2 separate regions of the Mus musculus genome follow, and region 2 is linked to region 1. A link is a contact called in public HiChIP or PLAC-seq data. All regions are on one chromosome and are shown on one strand. Each heading gives the region's core, a stretch centred on a gene start, on an enhancer-like site or on the middle of the called end of the contact. The rest is flanking DNA. Distances are from core to core; before and after follow the strand shown.

Region 1 (3,602 bases), core at 300-2,799:
GTAGTCAGTTAGCCCAGACTTCCCATGTCAGTGGGCTTCTCTAGCTGTCCACATGATGAACAAGGGAGTAACTAGCATGGCCCTCACCTTGTATTTGCTGTGCTTCCTTCTCTGAACTGAAGCCCATGACCTGCCTTCCTCTCCTTTCCATTCTTGCTCTGTGAGCAGGCCTTTATCTGTCCTCGAGTGACTATAGCATCTTTATCCCATTTCTTCATATAGTCATACAGCAGTTGTCATAGACAGAGAATTTGAGTTATTGACTAACCCCTAGGGCTTGTCATGTTGTGGGAGAGGTACAAACATCTTCAAAATCTCAGCCAACTCCCCAAAGGCACACCCACATACCACAAAGCTTTGGGATAAGACCTAAATTACTAGCTTGAAGCAACACCAGCCCAAGATGGTGGGCTGGGGACAGAGCAGAGACCTAAGGCTAGAGGCTAGTTTCCAGGTTCTGTTGCTTTTGGGAGATTAGGCCTGGAATTTTCTCTGCCCTACTTCCCTTCTTCCATCAGGGTAGATAACCAGAGTGCTATCCATTGGCTGCCTGTGTTGTACTTTGCTGTTAGAGTGCATGCTCTCTCTCTCTCTCTCTCTCTCTCTCTCTCTCTCTCTCTCTCTCCCTCTCCCTCTCCCTCTCCCTCTCCCTCTCCCTCTCCCTCTCCCTTCTCCCCTCCCCCTCTGCTTCTCTTTTTTCTTCTTCCACACCTCCTTTCCCTCTTTCTCCCTTAAGTACCATCAGACTGCACTGTTCCATTTCCAGTTCCTAAGCTCTATTCAGATAATCCTTGGGCTGTCAACACCGCAGGAAAGGTTTGAAAAACAAAACAAATTCCTTCACAATAAAGTGAGTTCACAAGATAAAGTATTTATTTCCATGTGACATTTGTTTACAGCTCAGCTGTCTGTGGGCCAGACATTGCTTCAGATTGTACAAGTTGACAAAAAGTCTTTGGTCAGTCTAGAAAGAAGACCATCTCAGAGATAAAAGCTGGAGGGCAACACAGGAAAGACGTAAGAATAAGTTTACTAGTCATACAGTCAGGTATCCCAGGCCCAGAGGTAGTGTCCCTGTGGGAGGATCTCTTGGTCTCTGCTGTCCTTCCATGCTGAGAGTCATTTCACCTGCAGGTGACAGAGACAGTGTGAATTGCTGTCCACTTGTAGGGAGTAGAGGTAGAGGCAGTGAGGACTGGTGACTCCCTGTCCCAGCCCTGTGTCCTCAGCCCCACAACCACACTACCTTGAACAGGGTGACGGTGGTGCTGTAGAAGAGGCTCAGGAGGAAGAGGACGATGAAGGTGGAGGCAGTGGTCCACAGGTTCTCAAAGCCTTCCTCCTCAGCATTCACCTCCCCCTCTATGAAGGGACACAGAGAGGGAGGGTCAAGCCAAGTCTTGGGGTGACTGAGCATTTGCATAAGGGTTGGGGTGCCCTGATGGTTCTGGAGAATCTTAGCGAGTATTGACTGGTCCCCTAATAGCTCAAGCTAGACGGAGGCACAGAACAGGCCAAGCTGTAGGACACACTAATTTGGAGCCTTTGTTCCAGGAGCCCTGGGGCAGCAGAGCAAGCAAGACAGATGCAATGTATGGACCTGGGTAAAGGCAGACTCAGGAACTGTGGCAAAATGATATTGGTGTGCTCTGGACTTTCCCTGAGCAGGTGGTGCCATCGGTGCTGTTTAGACTGAGAATTTAGAGCAGGTCTCCCTGTCTCTTGGGCTTTAGCAATAAGAACAGGGATACCAGAGGTTGTCCCTCCTTACTTCCTGAAGGACTCAGGCATCTCATGACTTTCTTTGATCAGAGTTCCCGTGCGTTGCTTGTCCTACCCCTGCCAGCAATGTTGGGTCTTGGTACCAAGAGATAAACAGACAGATACCTGAGGGAGGCTGTGGGACCAGGGCATTTATTGGGATCTCTGATCCCTGTAAAGATGAGCCCTTGGGGATATCTAAAGCCTAGGCCCCAAATGGATATGAATATGAAGAATGTCCAGGATATGAGCCCAAAGAGGCAGTGTTATTGGGTGGTGACTCCTTACAGAGGCTCCTTGATGGTGTGTGTGTGTGTGTGTGTGTGTGTGTGTGTGTGTGTGTGTGTGTGTGTGTGTGTGTGTGGTTGGGGCATCTTTTGGACAACTGCATTATGTTTTCTGCATTTTGAACTGGAGATCAGGGTGGGTGTGAGTGGGTTAGGCAATTTCACATTGGTCTTCTGAGGTGTTCTATTAATGGAGACACAGCCAAGGCTAACTTTCTGTCATGGGTGGTTAGTGGAGTATCTTCTGCCCCATGGTGTTGAGACAGATAGGCATACTTTGTACCTGGGGTTATCTCTCCCAATCATAGAGTGGGCTCCTGAGGAGTATCAGTGACCCAGCCTAGTGTAGGCTCTCTGAGCCGTGAGCCTTGGAGATTACAGCCCTGGTCAGAGTCCAGGTGTATCTGTGTGCTATACCTGTTCACATGTTAGTGTACACATGTGAAGATGTTTCTGTACATGTGTGTATATGCATATCTTTGTATCTATATAGTTTATTTGTGTATATTTGCCTATAGTCTGTTTCTGTGTACACAGGACCATGCATATTGGTATCTGTTTCTGTGAGTGGTTGTGTGTCTATGCCTATTTGTCTCTGAAGGCGTTTGTAAGTGTCCATGCATGTGTGTGCGCATGAACTCATGTGTATATATGTGTACCTTTGTCTGTGTGTCCATGAATACACATTCATGTATGTGTCTACACATGTGTACCTATATATCTATGTATAAATGCATGTGTGTCTATATATGTGCCTGAATGCTGCCTGCACCAGGTTAGGCAAGCTTTCAGCCATATATCTAGAAGTAGCTGGAGGAATCGCATGTTCATACTCTGTCTGTTGTAAGCCTGACTGAGTTCACACACAAGGAGGAAACTGGCAAGGTAGAGGAAGGGCCAGGGTGGAGGCAAGTATGCAGGGTGTGTGCAGAGCAAGCAAAACACAACTGTCTCAGCAGGCATGAGCATTGTATAATCAAAACCAGTGACGTTTGAATGGATTTTTTTTATTTCTAATTTTTATAAAATGCAACATCTCACTCTGACATGGTTAGTTTGCATACACAGAGCAACTGGACACCCAGGGCCTGCCTGGTTGAGCGCTAGCATGGTCAATAGCAGGTGCCGCCTGTGTCAGACATGATCAGGGAGACATTGTACAGTGTGGGTTTACCAGTGGACTTGTCCACGGTCCTCTCGGTCACCAGGTGTGGCAGGGCCTCGTGGCCTACAACACAGGTATAGGTCTCTCCGGAGTTCCATTCCTCCTCTGTCACAGTCAGGATGCTGTGGGTAAAGTAGAAGCCTGGGGCCCCAGGCTCTGGCATCGGGGCACTGGTCACATACTTCTCTTGGGGCAAGAGTTGCCCTCTCTGAAGCCACTGCACACTGATGTCTGCAGGAGAGAAGCCCTTCACCAGGCAGGTGACTGTGGCTGACTCCCTCAGGTTCAGTTGCTCACGAGCTGGTGGCAGCAGGTACACAGCAGGTGGATGTTTGTGCACCTCTGTAAATGAAGACAGTAGTGAGGATAGGGTGGAAGAGGACCTGCCC
Region 2 (3,590 bases), core at 323-2,822, 70 kb after region 1:
AATACAGAAGTGGATGCTCACAGTCATCTATTGGATGGAACACAGGGCCCCCAATGGAGGAGCTAGAGAAAGTACCCAAGGAGCTAAAGGGATCTGCAACCCTATAGGAGGAAAAACAATATGAACTAAGCAATACCTCCCCAGAGCTGTGACTCTAGTTGCATATGTAAAAGAGGATAGCCTAGTAGGCCATCAATGGGAGGAAAGGCTCTTGGTCTTACGAAGATCATCTGCCACAGTATAGGGGAATGCCAGGGCCAGGATGTAGGAGTGGGTGGGTTGGGGAGCAGGGCAGGGAGAGAGTATAGGAGGTTCCGGGGATAACATTTGAAAACTAAATGAAGAAAATATCTAATAAAATGCCTTAAGTTAATAATAATAATAATAATAATAATAATAATAATAATAATAATAATGATAATAACAATCCCAGTAGTCCTACAGAGTTTTCCCCTGCACACTTAGATGAGATATATATGTTTGAGAGGAAGTAAGTTGATCAACCCTCCAACCACCCATTTTTTTCTTCTATCTTATAAATACATGTTGCAGGGCAGCCTATCTTTGGGGCTGTAGACCTTGCTCACGTGTCTGAGCCAGGGCTTGTCATGAACTCCGGGTGATACCCATCTTTTAACTCTTTCATTAATGATTTCTTGGAGATAACTCAGAGGCTGCTTTTCCTTCTACAAAAGTAAGAGACGCGAAAGCACTGTTGATGAACCTGGAGTGTGTGGCAGTCTCTTCGACGTTCATACCGGCAGTCTACTGGTCTCACTGCTGAGAACCCATCAGCCTGATTGCTTGAAGAAATCCCAATAGTCAGGAAAGAAAGATACTAAAGGTTGGAGGGGGACAGCCACTTCGGCCTCAGACGGGGTCAGAGGTAATGTTCCCAAGAGATGGAATTTTTAAAAATTCTAGAGTTCACAGGTACCCAGATAGAATTCTCAGGTCTAATAATATTGGAAAAATAACAACACAATATTAACAGAAAGCTCCAAACTTTCGAGCAACACCCAAAAGGAAAAAAAAAAAACTCATTTGTAAATAGTTTAACCAAAACTCAAACAAAATATGATTAGAAGAAATAAAAACAATCATTTATAGCTAAAAGGCTAATATAGACAGTATTTACTACTAACGTTCAAACAAACAAACAAAACAAAACAAGAAATTAGAACAACTGTGAGAAACATGAGCCAAGATATAAAGAAATATTGACTCCTAGAAAGAGACCCAGAGTCACACTGGGAACCAAATACATTCACGTGGAAATGATATTTTGAACTTCAAAAAAAGAAAAGAAAGGATTGAGCCTGTCAGAGACACTCCTTGCTGCTTCTGACTTTTCTTGTCCAGGCACATTTATAGACATCCCTTTTGACAATATTTAACCTCAACCTCAGCTAACACATTCAGACTCAATTCCTGCCACACCCAGTGACTGTTACCTAACTCCAGTTGTCTGGGTAACCACTTAGGTTGGGAGCCTGAGGAGGTTTTTAGTCCTCTGTCAGTATTTTCTAGACCAGGCAGTGGCCACAGCAGAGGGATTTAGCTCCACCCAGGATGTTATCTCTGACCTGGGGCATGAGGCTAGTGGAAAGACCTGTGGTCCCCAGGGTCCTCCTCTTGCTATTTGCACTCTGGCTGCTCCTCCTGGTTCCAGTCTGGTGTTCTCAAGGCCATCCTACTTGGCGTTACATCTCATCGGAGGTGGTTATTCCTCGGAAGGAGATCTACCATACCAAAGGACTTCAAGCACAAAGACTGCTCTCATATAGCTTGCATTTTCGGGGCCAGAGACATATCATCCACCTGCGGAGAAAGACACTCATTTGGCCCAGACACTTGTTGCTGACAACTCAAGATGACCAAGGAGCCTTACAGATGGATTACCCCTTTTTTCCTGTAGATTGTTACTATATTGGCTACCTGGAGGGGATCCCACAATCCATGGTCACTGTGGATACTTGTTATGGGGGCCTGTCAGGGGTCATGAAGTTAGATGACCTTACCTATGAAATCAAACCCCTCAATGATTCACAGAGCTTTGAACACCTTGTTTCTCAGATAGTATCTGAGTCTGATGACACAGGGCCTATGAATGCATGGAAGCACTGGAGCCATAATACAGGTTCTCCCTCCTCCAGATTGGAATATGCAGATGGAGCTCCCAGAATATCTAGTAAGAACTACGCTACACATCCAGCTGCTATAAAAGGCCACTTTCAAGCAACCAATTCTGTATATAATTCTGCTGCAGGTGACAAACTTTCATCTACTGTTGGGTATTTGTTTCAAGTCATTAGTTTAATGGACACCTATCTGACCAATCTTCATATGCGGTACTATGTCTTTCTCATGACTGTGTACACCAATTCTGATCCATTTCGACTTGAGTTTGCAGTTCCAGGAGGGTCGGCTTATAATTACTATGTGTCAGTCTTTTATAATAAATTTAAGCCTGATGCAGGAGTTTTACTTAATAAGTATGGGCCACAAGATAACCAGGTTAATCCAGCTGAGAGGAGTATATGTTCTTCCTTAGCCCTAATTTGTATTGGTAAATATGATCGAAATCCTTTATTTTTATCTCCTATAATAACCAATCGTGTTGGAAGGAGTTTAGGCTTAAAATATGATGAGGGGTACTGTGTCTGCCAGAGAAGGAACACCTGCATTATGTTCAGACATCCTCAATTAACAGATGCTTTCAGCAATTGTTCCCTTGCAGAGATAAGCAACATACTTAATACTCCTGGTCTGATGCCATGTCTTTTCTATGACCGTCATGTTTATTATAATACATCATTGACTTATAAGTTTTGTGGAAACTTCAAAGTAGATAACGATGAGCAGTGTGACTGTGGCTCCCAAAAGGCATGTTATTCAGATCCCTGCTGTGGAAATGATTGCAGGTTAACACCTGGTAGCATTTGTGATAAAGAATTATGCTGTGCAAATTGCACTTACAGTCCTTCTGGGACACTCTGCAGACCTATCCAGAACATATGTGATCTTCCAGAGTACTGTAATGGGACTAAATACATTTGCCCAGATGACACTTATCTGCAAGATGGGACACCATGCTCAGAAGATGGTTACTGCTATAAAGGTAACTGCACTGATCGCAACATACAATGCATGGAAATCTTTGGTGTAAGTGCTAAGAATGCTAATATTAAGTGCTATGACATCAACAAACAACGGTTTCGATTTGGGCATTGTACTAGAGCAGAAGAAAGCCTCACATTCAATGCTTGTGCTGATCAGGACAAGCTGTGTGGAAGGTTGCAGTGTACCAATGTCACCAATCTTCCATATTTGCAAGAACATGTTTCATTCCATCAATCGATTATCTCTGGGTTTACCTGCTTTGGGCTTGATGAACATCGTGGGACAGAAACAACAGATGCTGGAATGGTGAGACATGGTACCCCCTGCTCCAAAAGTAAGTTCTGTGATCAAGGAGCTTGCAGTGGAAGTTTATCTCATTTGGGTTATGACTGCACCCCAGAAAAATGCAGTTTTAGAGGAGTGTGTAACAATCATCGGAATTGCCATTGTCATTTTGGTTGGAAGCC

The links. HiChIP or PLAC-seq counts read pairs in DNA pulled down with a chosen protein or histone mark.
Region 2: a contact with region 1 is called in a RAD21 HiChIP or PLAC-seq map of pro-B cells, with 5 times the contacts expected there. The contact joins the promoter of Adam6b here to the enhancer-like site in region 1. A contact is called at or near these places in 2 of 15 datasets of contacts at CTCF or cohesin (large pre-B cells and pro-B cells), 1 of 484 Hi-C or Micro-C datasets (CD4 T cells), 9 of 115 datasets of contacts at active chromatin or transcription factors (CD8 T cells, T-cell acute lymphoblastic leukemia, bone marrow-derived macrophages and 6 more) and 3 of 9 other capture datasets (adipose tissue, liver and pancreatic islet).

Annotation. Positions count from the first base shown.
Region 1 is chr12:113,417,707-113,421,308 of GRCm38.p6, forward strand. It overlaps Igh and Ighm. Among named protein-coding and RNA genes, the nearest start is that of Adam6b, 70 kb to the right of the region's middle. Within about 2 kb of position 1,550, at least 3 of the 459 cell types and tissues checked have an H3K27ac peak or open chromatin away from gene starts, as enhancers often do. A contact at or near this core is called in pro-B cells, where this site is marked.
Region 2 is chr12:113,487,993-113,491,582 of GRCm38.p6, forward strand. Adam6b (a disintegrin and metallopeptidase domain 6B) reads left to right here and starts at 1,573. Exons shown (of 1, transcript NM_001009545.1): 1 at 1,573-3,590. The coding sequence starts at 1,573. It also overlaps Igh.